2 separate regions of the Triticum aestivum genome follow, and region 2 is linked to region 1. Evidence: chromatin contacts called from public Hi-C data. All regions are on one chromosome and are shown on one strand. Each heading gives the region's core, a stretch centred on a gene start, on an enhancer-like site or on the middle of the called end of the contact. The rest is flanking DNA. Distances are from core to core; before and after follow the strand shown. Region 1 holds the start of LOC123079779. Region 2 holds the start of LOC123079781 (pentatricopeptide repeat-containing protein At3g09060).

What was found. A called contact is a pair of places that touch in the nucleus more often than the background predicts.
Region 2: a Hi-C map of leaf shows a contact between it and region 1, with 4 times the contacts expected there. The contact joins the promoter of LOC123079781 here to the promoter of LOC123079779 in region 1. A contact is called at or near these places in 2 of 5 Hi-C or Micro-C datasets (both in leaf).

The regions. Positions count from the first base shown.
Region 1 is chr3D:474,378,191-474,384,768 of IWGSC CS RefSeq v2.1, forward strand. It overlaps LOC123079779, which reads right to left and starts at 1,678. Exons shown (of 3, transcript XM_044502583.1): 1 at 1,067-1,678. The coding sequence starts at 1,486.
Region 2 is chr3D:474,576,171-474,582,716 of IWGSC CS RefSeq v2.1, forward strand. LOC123079781 (pentatricopeptide repeat-containing protein At3g09060) reads left to right here and starts at 3,800. Exons shown (of 4, transcript XM_044502594.1): 1 at 3,800-6,013. The coding sequence starts at 3,880. The coding sequence ends at 5,994.

The DNA of each region.
Region 1 (6,578 bases), core at 428-2,927:
GCAATTGCGACTAGTCACGACTCACGACTCGAGTAGACACTAAGTTGATTCGATATTTTTTTGCGACTCATCGACTAGTCGACGACTAGTCATGAGACTCGAAAACCATGGGAATAGCCTAATATTACAAACCATGCCCTTCTCTTACTCCAGGTTGATCGAGCTATTCTCTCAATTCTCACGTTCTCTTTGTAAGGAGGCCTCATTTATTAATGAGATTAATGGTCATGGGATGTAAGATGTAACACGAACACGACAAAAGTGCCGACAGCATGTAAAACAATATGAGATGAATAATCGACCTACTACATTATTATCTAATGGAACCATCATCAATGAGGGCAACAAGTTTTTGTGTGACTGCCATGCTCGCCGTGCCTCAATTCCACGATAGGCGGTTCTTACAAGCTTCCCTGACTTATGAGTTACAAAGCTCAGTTTTCAGTTGCTGAATAGTGGAGCGCTTATAATCTGTTGTGAACAAATCTACATAGGCCGCCGAAGGAGGAAAAGTTTGGCTAGCAAAACGGTAGAAGGAAAAAAAAATCCGGTTTGACAAACGGAATTAGGAGTATCATAATTGACCGTGCAAGGCCAACCGCAGCCTGAGTCACCAGCTGAGATAGAAGCAAGACTTCCCCAATCAGGATCTTCCATTGTTTGGGAAAGGTTCTGCGGTGCCTGAGATTCTCTTTGCATGAAACAGGACACCCGTCAATTGCCATTCCATGCCCTGGGACTCCATTTAGTACATGGTTGCTGAGATTCTGTTTGCTTGAAACGGGACACCAGTCAACTGCCATTCGCCGATTCCATAACCTGGCACTCCATTTACAAATGCACTCCTAGGAAAACAAGCCTAGCGATACGGGCAATAGGTCACGGAGCGGAATGACATGTAGTGACAAAATCCTAGATGCAGAAATGCCCCCATCCATGCGAAGCAGCCGGAGAGCACAAACGGAACATGGTCAGCAACAGTCCACCCGCCCAATCCACGGCTACCTCGACAAATTAGCAACAGATCGCGACTCACGACCATAGGGGTTTGCGAATTCGTCCTCACCTTGGAGAAGCTGGGGAGCTCTGCTTGGTCCGCCACGTCCTCCATCTTGAGGTAGCGCGCGCGCCGCAAGGCCAGCACCTGCCGCTTCCTCGGCCTGTCCGCCGGCCGCTTCGCGCAGGGATCCACGGCGACCTCCCGCGCCCACGACACCAGCGCCTCCAGATCCCCAGCCGCGCCGTTGCCGCCTCCGGCCCCGCGCTGCAGGATCCCACCGACGAGCGCGTGGAACAGCCGACGCGGCTCGCCGGCGCCATCCGCCTGCGCGTGCGGCGAGGGGGCAGCGCCCGAGGAGGAGTTGAGCGGATACGGCGAGGGGGAAGCGGCGGCGGCGGCGGCCGGCGCGTGGCGTGGCTGGTCAGCGCAGTGGCCGTTTAGGGCGAAGGGGGCGTCGAGGAGCTGCTTCTGGTACATCCCGACCATCGGAGCGCGGGCGCCGCCGCCAGTCGCAGTGGCGGCGACGCGGCTGGCTGGGGGCAGGTTCGCCGCGCGCCCGCTGCCTGCGCCTGGGAGGGAGGGAGGGAGGGAGGAGAATTGGAAGATTTGGGGTATCTTGTTAGATGTGTGTAAAATTTGAAAGAATTGGGATGGAATTATGGAATGTTCTAGGTTAGGGTCTCCAGGGGGTAGAGCGGTGTTGCGGTTCGTGGAGGCCAGCGGGCCCGGTGAAATTTTTTGCCCCCCCCCCCCCCCCCAAGCGCGATCGTGGTAGCAAGTGATAACTGCATCATCTGGACCGTCCAATGCGAGACGATTAGAGATAATTTTTTCAATCTACTGTATGATACTTACTGGTTAAGCATTCGAGATGTTGATAGTTTTGTCAAAAGCTTGATCGAACGTAAGAGCATTTCAACTTCTAAAATATTGTGCACCTTAATATGGAGGGTGTGTATCTTCTCGAGACTCTCCCTCCATTGTATGCGCGCATCCATCACAAGCTCTTGTGGCCCCAACATAAGACCTATAATTTCACACCGCCACCACTATAGATGATGCCTACTCCTTCCTATTACCCGCCTTTCTACGTCGAGCTTTCTTCCATAGCCCTAGCTCGTCTGTTGTCGTAGTAACCACCCTCTGAACCGTTGATGCCTTCCGATGAAATACATGAGCATTTCTTTCCAGTCATAACTTACCAAGGTCCACTATCATGATCGTCGCCATTTTGCTGGAATTTACCCTAGACTTATGATGTCCATCGAACACCACCAAACTCTCACCGTGTCTTGCAAGCTCAGTGTTAGTCGTTGAATCCCAAAATTGCGCGGGAAGATAAACCAAACGTCACTCGCAAAAGGGCACTGCACCATAATATTATCGATTTTTCCGAGTGCCTAATCACAAAACAAACAACAAGCGGGATGTTGTATTCCCCTCTTCGCAAGACGGCCACAATACAACAACTATCACGCATGACCAGCCATGTGAAATACATTTACTTTAGTGGTGCCCGATTTTTCCTCATAGCCCGAACTTGCCCAATAGATGCCGAGAAAGTATGCCTCATAGCCCGAACTTGCCCAATAGATGTCATTTGCAGTCAATCTCCAAGTAAAGCAATCCTCATCATTGCTCGGAGGTGCCATTGCTGAACAAGCCCCCAAAGGTCCATGAATTCAATGATCGCATGCATCGACAATGTTTCGTGAATATCGGCAATCCACTGTTTCTCCTCCAAAGTTTCCGACACCGATCTTTTCTTTCCTCCTCTGGCCTTAATGAATGGGTATAAACTGGGAGCAATATCTCGCTATCCTTCAATCCACCTATCATGCTAAAAGCTTACTCAATCACCCCTTCCAACCGAACACTTTGTTGCTGCAAGAAATAATTGTGTGGCCTTGTGAGAGATCTCAGCGAAACCAGACCATGCCCTTAATTGCCCGGTTTTTTGAAGCCATAACCAACACATTTGTAATGCGTAATTAAGGAAATTCGGCCGACCAACACTTATACCACCGAATCACTTGGGCTTGCAAATATGTTCCTGGGACACAAGACAATGCCCTCCCTTTGTGGCGAAGTTGATTCCGGCGGATCTCGGGTATGGGGTCCCGAACTAGTAGCCATGATGCGACGACAATAGAGACACGAGATTTCACTCAGGTTCGGGCTCTCCTAGGAGAGAAAACCCTATGTCCTGCTTGTGTTATATTTATTTGGGGTGGAGTAAAAAGTATGGGTTGATCTACCACAAGATCGTTGTGTGTAATAACTTGATGATCTAAGTTGTGTTCTATCGACTAGCCCAGCCTCAGCTTATATAAGTTACCAAAGGCCTAGGATTACATGAGTCCTAGTCGGCTACGTTGGTGGAGGAGAGTCCTTGTCTTGATGGTAAGGCTTCTTGATTTTCCTTGTAAATTTCCATGGGCCACCCAGTGGCCCAGGACGAAACCGACAAAAGGGGGCCTCAGCCCTGCCCACCTAGTCGGGGAACGACATGGTGAGAGGCCCCTAGCCGGGCACCATAACTTTGCTTCCTCAGATCCTCTCCGGAAAAAGCTTTGACAAATCTTAGTGATGGCCTTGAAGACCCAAGGAGGGAGATGCAAGGGCAACATGTTATAAATGATCATCATCATGAGCATGGTCTTAGTTAACATCAATCTGCTAGTTTGGAATAATAAGGACTTGTAGGTCGCCCATTTGTTTGACACTGAATCAACCAAAGGCTGTAAGTTGGTCTTCGTGAAAGCCACATGCATGGGAGTAAGCCCTAGGTACGTGTAGGGAAACCGGAACACCCAGCAAGGAAGAGAACTACTCAAACTTCCCATCAATACCCTCGCAACGAATTGGTGAGATTTCACATTTACAAAGATTAGCCACAATCTCAGAAGCATCACCAAACAAAGGAAGGCTTTCCTACTTCAAAAAACTCATTTTCCTTTCGATATCACTTGTGAGATCAAAGGGATACTACGATGATGACATCGTAGGAGGGCCTGTATGTAAGGGCCGAGTACAGTGACGAAGATTCGATGGATCTACCACCCCCCTTAAGTCTGAAGACCTGGGTGCATGTAGATGCCGTATTTGTTGAGTTTGGTGGCCCAAACATGTAGACCAACCTTGCTCTTAAGGGTTGGCTTCTCGAGGGCAGATCTGATATCACTTCCAAATCCAATGATCCAAATGCACATATCCTCTATCTCCATCTAATTCGACGGCCACCAAAAGCACACATATTTAGGAAGAGTGATGTTGGTTTGTACTTCCACCAGACTCGTACGGCTTGAAGGTATTATTCGAGCAAGATGTGTGCCACTAAATAGTCTATTCCTTTGTTACGAAAGAGGCACAAACCCAGCAACTGCATGAGTGTATAGTATAACTTATCTTCAAAAAATGCCACCCAACCCAACCCACACCAGAAGCAATTTGTAGTTGATTTTTCCTTTTTTACATGATATGTTATCACACCTTTATTTCATTTGATTCTACATAGAAATGAGCACTACTGAATCAATAAATCGCACAGAGTAATAGGTATTGATCAAGATGACCTGCATGTTCTAATTGCAACCCCATGACATGTAGTATGTCGGGAAACAACACACTTGCTCATGGAATAGTTTGCATCACCAAGAGGACTCTGGTAGGGCGACCCATTGCCCTCGTACCTCTTTGTCATTTACACTAAAGGTTTATCCGCACTAGTGCAAGATGCAGAACAAAGGGGAACCTTGAGTGGTGTACGAGTGTGCCCAAGTGCACCACTGGTGTCACATGTTTTCTTTGCGGACATCTCAATGTTGATGATCAAGGCAATTGATACATCTCCAATGTATCTATAATTTATGAAGTATTCATGCCATGTTTACAATATTTTTATATGGTTTTGGTGCACTTTTATATTATTTTTATGAACTAACATATTAATCTAGTGCCCAGTGTCAGTTCCTGTTTTTTTTGCATGTTTTTGTTTTGCAGAAAAACCATACCAAACGAAGTCCAAACGCGATAAAAATTTATAGAGATTTTTTATGGAATACATGTGATTTTTGGAAGAAAGAATCAATTCAAAACGATGCCCGAAGGCCCCCACAAGGCAACAGGGCGCGCCCTACCCCCCGGGGCATGCCCCCTTGCCTTGCAGGAACCTCGTAGGTTGGTTGATGCCCTTCTTTCGTCGCAAGAAAGATAATTTATGGATAAAAATCCCCTCAAAATTTCAGCCCAATTGGAGTTAGGATCTCCGGGAATATAAGAAATGGTGGAGGGCCAGAAAATAGACGCAAACGAGAGAAGAAATAGAGAGAGAGAGAGAGAGAGAGAGAGAGAGAGATCCAATCTTGGAGGGGCTCTCGCCCCTTCGGGCACCATGAAGGCTAGGGACCAGAGGGGAGAACCTCTCCCCATCTAGGGGATGCCATGGAGGAGGAAGCTCAAGGGGGAGACTCTCTCCCCCTCTCTCTCGGTGGCGCAGGAGTGCCGTCAGGGGAACCATCGCCGCGGTGATCGTCTTCAAACAACCTCGTCGTCTTCAACACCTTCCTTACCTCTTTTCAGCGGTCCATTCTCCCGCAACCCACTGTACCCCCTACTTGAACATGGTGTTTTATGGTATATATTATTATCCAATGATGTGTAACCATCTTATGATGTTTGAGTAGATTTTTTTGTCCTATGGTTTGATTGATGATCTTGATTGGTTTGAGTTACGTGTTTTATTTTGGTGTTGTCCTATGGTCCCTGATGTCTACTACACAACTTGTTCTTGTAGACTCGTGTTGGGCCTCCAAGCGCAGAGTTTTGTAGGACAGTAGCAAATTTCCCTCAAGTGGATGACCTAAGGTTTATCAATCCATGGGAGGCGTAGGATGAAGATGGTCTCTCTCAAACAACCCTGCAACCAAATAATAAAAAGTCTCTTGTGTCCCCAACACACCCAATACAATGGTAAGTTGTATAGGTGCACTTGTTCGGCGAAGAGATGGTAAAACAAGTGTAGTATGGATAGTAGATACTGGTTTTTGTAATATGAAATTATAAAAACAACAAGGTAACCAATAGTAAATGGGCATAAAAATGGTATTGCAATGCTTAAAAACAAGGCCTAGGGTCCGTACTTTCACTAGTGTGATCTCCCAACAATGTTGACATAGTTGAATCATATGCAAATCCCTCAAGTGCGGCGTAGAGTTCACTCCAAAATTACCTGTTGTATAGAAATTGTTGTCGGGCATGAAACCACCACAAAGCTATTCTTTAGAATAACACCTTAAGATGCAAATCAACCAAAGCCCTAATGTCACCTAGATATTCCAATGTGACCGCAAATATCCGTGGGTTTGGTTATTGTACGATCGAAAGTATGTCTAGAGGGGGGGTGATTAGACTACCTGACCAAATAAAAATCTAGCCTTTTCCCAATTTTAAGTCTTGGCAGATTTTAGCAACTTAGCACTAGTCAAGCAACCAACCTACACATGCAAGTCTAAGAGTATAGCAGCGGAATGTAAAACATTGCACATGAAGGTAAAAGGAGGAGTTTGGAGGGAGCAAA
Region 2 (6,546 bases), core at 2,550-5,049, 200 kb after region 1:
CGCCCCATATGGGAAGGTCGAGCTCCCATTCCAAAGAACGTGCGCAACATCGCCCGAAAACAAGCCTTCTTGGACGATCTATAAGTCCTAGCGCTATGCACCTTGCCTCCCGTAACGCCATGAGATGTCGGCTGAAAGGATGGCACGATGTGTAAAGAGGCCAGAGACAGGCACCAGCTTGTGGGCTATGATATTCGGATATGATTGCATTTGTTTCATTGTATTGTTCATTTCAGTTGTCACATTATGTGATAATCTTCTCCGAAATTACCCTTTTTTGTTATGTGTCAAAAAATAATATTATTTTTCGATAGCAGTGTTGCTCTTTTTTTCGTGGCAGCGCATGGGCATACAACTATAGTATTAATAAAGTAGTACTCCTTCCATTTCATAACTCTTGTCATGATTTTAGTTTAAATTATTTTTTAGTGACTAGCTACTATACATGTTGACTATAGGCGATGCGACAACTACATATAACCCTTTCTTTACGGGCTCCACATAACTGATTGTTGGCTATAACATTAACCATCCTCCAACAGAGCAGTCCACTTTTTCGCCGCACAACATCAGTTTCCTCTACAGAATCGAATCAATTTGTAGCGCGGAACTATGCGATTAAAACGTTCGGAGAGTCTTATCATTTTGCCTGCTTGAAAGCTATGTTTGATCACGGAAACGATAGTAATCTTTCTACCTATCAATGCAAAGATATTCATCTAGCGTGTTCGCGGAAACGGTTAGAAGGTTCGGAGGCAGTTGGTACATCCTGACAGTATGTGAGAAATATGCATCTATTTTTTTGCGAAAAGGAAATGTGCGTCTTTTTTAGGGGAAGAAATATGCATCCTTGATTGTTATATTTCGGCAGGAAAATATACGTCCTTGTGTCTATAAGATTGCAGGTGCATACCACGCACACGATAATTTACATATGTGGTTGCTGCTGGCGGACTCTGCTCAGTTCTCTTTCAGAAAACCAAAGCTGGAATGAATAATAAAAAAATCAATAAAATGAAGAAATATGCTCGCGCAACGCACGTGAAAAGAAGAGAGGAAATGAACGTATTTATTCGTGCAGATGGTGCTGCCCGGCCGGTTCGAATCTATTCCTGCTCGCTGGCTGCGTACGCTGCCCTCCGCAAACGCGACCGTCGAAGGTGGCCGGGCCGTCCGCATCGGCAGCACCAGCAGCAAAGCGTTCGAAGGTGACAGGGAGCACTATTACGCAATAGCACGTGCCGCACAAGGCAGGACATGGCAAATTGATGGAGATCGGAACAAAGTAAAGAAAGCTCGAGTTGTTCGGGCGTCCAGCCTCGTAGCCGCGGCGTGTGACACGAGCATCGAACAGCAACTCCCGAATTTTTTATGCACGGGATGGTAGAGAACGAACAAAAAATACAGGACACGTCCAATAACCCGGTGCGATTAACGGAACGGCCGTTTCCGCCAATGGCTGTTTTTCCTGCGCCAATGGCTGGGCCATGTTCTGCACCATTTCCGCCAACGGAACGGCCGGCCTTGCGGCAAGATTATATTAGTTAGAATGCCCATTCAATTCAAATGGAGAAGTAAATTACATCAATAGTACCTCAACTTGGTCCTAGGGTTCACTTTGGTAACTGTATTCACGAAGTGTCAGAATACGGTCACTGAGATTGCGTAAATGTGTCACTCTACTGTATCCGACGTATTTCGCTGATGTGGTATATGTTGACTGGTCCTAACCGTTGACTTGCTCACGTGGCATGCTCATCCTTATCATCCCTCTCCGCACTCGATGAATGAACCTGAGCACCGGCTGGCGCGTATATGCCGACCAGCCATGGATGATGGAGCCCGCGGTGATGTACCACTTGACTGCTCAGCTCTCTTCTGTCAACAGCCTCTACTTCTCCACCGCATTTCTTCACATCACATCGTGCCGTCCACGTCAAGGTGGAAGACCGCCCAGCTCGAGCTCCTCTCGTGCGACGCCCCGCTCTTCGTCGAGCAGTATGGTTGTGCGATGCACCCGGACGAGCTCATCTTTTTGACATGCTCCGAGATGACTACGAGGTCGGCTCGCACCTTAGCAACTTGCGCGCCGCCGCCTCCTGGAAAGCTCGGACGCCCGATTCCCCTGGCGTGTACCTCATCTGCCTAGTGCGCGATGGAGAGCACTTCTCCGATCCCTGAACCTCCTGCAAGCGGCGAGCTTTCACGGAGGCCATGCCGTGCCCCGGCCGTCGCCGCAATCTACGTCCCCTCCAGCGTTGCGAAACTCATTTGTGGTGTTCAGAATACAGAGCGATGCCGCCGTGCACGGCGAAATGCGAGGTACACGACGGTTAGGCTATAGCCTCGGCAAATCCGTGGAGCACCCGTGCATGTACACCAACGCGCCCTGGGATCCCTCTTCAACGAAGACGCCGCCCAACCTGGCATCCGACGTGCCGATCAGTACACCAACCGCGAGTATGTCTGCAAGGTGTTGGGGCGTGGCTGGACGAGAGATGGGGAAAGAGCAGGTTGACAGCCTCTGTCAGGCAGGCGACGGAGGCTGAGCATAGCAGGGTGGAAGGCTATTTTACCGAAAATCGCAAACATGGTGTCGATCGGCCACACACGCACCTAGTGCACTTGCAAACATGGTGCCAGTGGTTGGCCAACGACGCTGATGAGCTTCAAGTTGGGCGTGGGGCCGGAGTTGGGTATTCCGTCTGTGATGGTTTAGCAAACCAACGCAGCATCGTTCATAGGCCACGGGATGCTTCGGGAGCTCTAGAACGCGACGCTGGAGAGCTGCGGTAGCGGTGCGAGCTCGGCGTGCGGTGCACCGGTGGATGTGGCTAAGGTGTTCGACAAAATTTCAGGGAAGAGTGGTAGTAGAGAGAGATATGTGTGTTTGCCACATCAGCGAAATACATCGAATATGGTTCTGGTGACCGTAGAGTGACACTTCCTGGCAATCTCGGTGACCGTATTTTGACCTTTCCTGAATACAGTGACCAAATTGAACCCTAGGATCAAATTGAGATACTATAGATGTAATTTACTCGGCCCAGTCGTTTCAGAACTTTCCTCTCGTCCGCCCCCCCCCTATTCTTTGGCACTGGCAGGCCCAAACCTGGCCAAACGGGCCTATTAATCGTGCCGGCACGATAGCCCGCGTGCCGGGCACGTCATGGGCTGGCACGACACGAGGCTACGCGGGCCGGGCCTGGCACGTGGCCCGGCTAGGGCCGTGCCTGGGCTGCTATGCCTAGCACGCGTGCCAGCCCGGCACGGCACGCACAGTGTCACAGCGAGCGGAGCATGCTACTTAAGTGTGCAAGTCCCCCTAAAAAAAAAACTCTTAAGTGTGCAAGTATACTAGTACTGCCTACTGCTATGCTGTTACGTGCTACTTTTAAATTAAAAAATCATGCTGGTGTAGTGGTGTGTCACAGCGAGGCATGCATGCATGCAGCCCTGCTGCATCGATGTGCCTCGTGAGCACGTTCTGGCTGCGGCGCTGCGCGCCTGCGCACGGCCAGACGCGGCTTTAAAAAAAAAATCGAGCCATCTCGTGCCAGACGTGCCTACGGGCCAGCACGTGTAGCCATGGGCTGTGCCAGTGCCTGAGAGGGCAGCACGCGTGCCGGCCCGGCACGGCCCAAGTAGTTAGCGTGCCTGGCCGGGCCGTGCCGTGCCTGGCCCGTTTAATCCAGGCCGGGCCGTGCCGTGCCGGGCCGGCCCATCTGGCAAGGCCGCAGGGCCAGGGTGCGATCATGAATGAGCCAACCCAAAAACCTAGCCCCCGCCGTCACCTCACAAGCCAAACCGCAACACCACCAGACGCCTGGCGCGCCCGTGCGTGCAGCCGCCGCGCGCGGCCACGGTCCGCTCAACCCGATGCCGCAGTCGGCGCAGCCCGGCGGCGAGACGCCGCCCATCCACCGCCTCCTCGAGCTGATCAAGTCCGAGCCCGACCCCGCCTCCGCGCTCGCCCACCTGGAGCTCCTCGTCGCCACCTGGCCGGCCTACACCCCGCCCCAGCCGCTCCTCTTCCACCTGCTGCGCCGCCTCGCCACCTCCGCCCCGGCCCGCCTTCCGCGCCTCCTCGGCCTCCTCCCGAGCCTCCGCCACCGCCCGCGCTTCTCCGAGCCCGCCGCGCTCGTCGTCCTCTCCGCCTTCTCCCGCGCGCTCATGCCCGACGCCGCGCTCGCCGCCTTCCGCCGCCTCCCTGCCTTCCTCGGCTGCAACCTGGGCGTCCGCTCCCATAACGCCCTCCTCGACGCTCTCGTGCGGGCCCGTCGCTTCTCTGACGCCGACGCCTTCTTCGCGTCCCTTTCCCATGGCGCCTTCGGGCGCCGCATTGCCCCCAACCTCCGGACTTACAACATCATCCTCCGCTCCCTCTGCGGACGTGGGGACCTCGATCGAGCTCTGATGCTCTTCGATTCCCTTCGCCGCTGCGTAGTTGCTCCGGACCGCGTCACCTACTCCACTCTCATGTCTGGGCTTGTCAAACACAGCCGCTTGGACATGGCACTTTACCTGCTCGACGAAATGCCGACCTATGAAGTGCAGCCTGACGCTGTTTGTTACAATGCAGTGCTCCGAGGGTGTTTCAGGAATGGTGAATTTGAGAAAGCTATGCGGGTGTGGGAGCAGCTGGTGAGAGATCCTGGTGCAAGACCCAACCTCTCCACTTACAATGCGATGCTTGATGGCTTGTGTAAACTTGGGAGGTTTAAGGAGGCGGGTGGGGTATGGGAGAGGATGATTGCAAATAATCACCAAGTCGGCATGATTACCTATGGGATTCTGATTCACGGTTTGTGCCGGTCACGGGATGTGGATGGTGCAGCAAGGGTATATTCAGAGATGATCAAGACTGGGCTTGTTCCTGATGTTGCCATATATAATTCACTCATCAAGGGGTTCTGCCAAGCTGGGAGAGTAGGAGAGGCTTGGAAATTCTGGGACTCTACCAGTGTTTCTGGCATCCGTAATGTGATAACGTATAATATAATGTTGAAGGGGCTCTTTGATGGTGGCATGGTCGATGAAGCTAGAGAATTGTGGGAGCTATTGGAGAAAGACACTTCGTCCTCTCCTGACATGGTGAGTTTTGGCACTATGATCCATGGGTTATGTGAGAAAGGCTTTGCTAACAAGGCACTTCAAATCTTAGTGGAAGCACAGACCAGTGGTAAAAAAATAGATGCATTCTCATATTCATCCGTGATAAGGGGACTGTGCAAGGATGGGAGACTAGATGATGCAGTTAAGTTATATGAAAAGATATCTATGGATGACTGCAAACTGAATCCTCATATTTACAATGCACTAATAAAAGGGTTCTGCCAAGCATCTAAATTTAGTGATGCTGTAAGAATATACGGCGAGATGGCAAACAATGGTTGTTCTCCTACTGTCATCACTTACAACACTCTAATAGATGGACTATGTAAGGCTGAAAAGTATCAAGATGCTTCAAGCTTTACAAAGGAAATGTTGGAGAAAGGTTGTAAACTAGATGTCAATACTTATGCTTCATTGATTCGTGGCCTTTGTAGAGACAAAAAAGTTGATGCTGCCCTTGCTCTGTGGAATCAAATTCTTGATAAGGGTCTTCAGGCAGATGTCATGATGCACAACATCTTAATCCATGGTCTTTGTTCTGCTGGGAAAGTAGATGAAGCTTCGCGTCTTCTCTCTGAGATGAAAGAGAAGAATAACTGCCGCCCAAATCTAGTGACCTATAACACACTCATGGATGGATTTTATGAAATGGGTTGTTTTGACAAAGCAGCGTCTCTGTGGACAGCTATTTTAGAAAATGGTCTGGTACCTGATATAATTTCATATAATACAAGAATTAAGGGTCTATGCTCTTGTCAAAGAACACCTGAGGGTGTCCAATTATTGGATGAGGTGCTTGCACAAGGAATTGTACCAACAGCCATCACATGGAATATACTGGTCAGAGCTGTCATCAAATATGGACCTATTCAAATATGATCTTTTAGAATTCCTCTTGGTAATATCTTCTTTGCCTTAATTCCGCACGATAGGTTTATCTTTCCATGGCCTATATTTTTCACCTGATTTTGTTCGACTTACTATAATAACACTTATGTAGTTTCTCTCATGCCAACCGTAGTGTTTGTTTGAGGGCATCATAATCAAGAATTGCAGATTAATCCCAATGTTAAGAATTTCAGTAATACTAACTGCTTTCACATTTTCACCTGCATATCAGGTTCGGAGCAGTATGCTTTCTAAGATAAAATGGAACCTTTTGAGTGCATGCATTTACCAACTAAATAATGTGTGGAAGCACTGAAATATGCTAAATTTTGTTTCATAAGCTTAGCTGGTTCTTTTGATTCGTCCAGACTAGGCTGTCCTTGCTCGTCTCTTCTTTCTTCTATGATGCAGTAACCAGGGTCAAGTACAATAGTAAACTGATGACCTAAGTGGGCCTAAAATATTGATTTTCCAGTTCAGTTTCGCATCTTTGCTTGTTTATTTCGTTTATGATAAGAGTAGAGAAGTAACCATAGTACCATA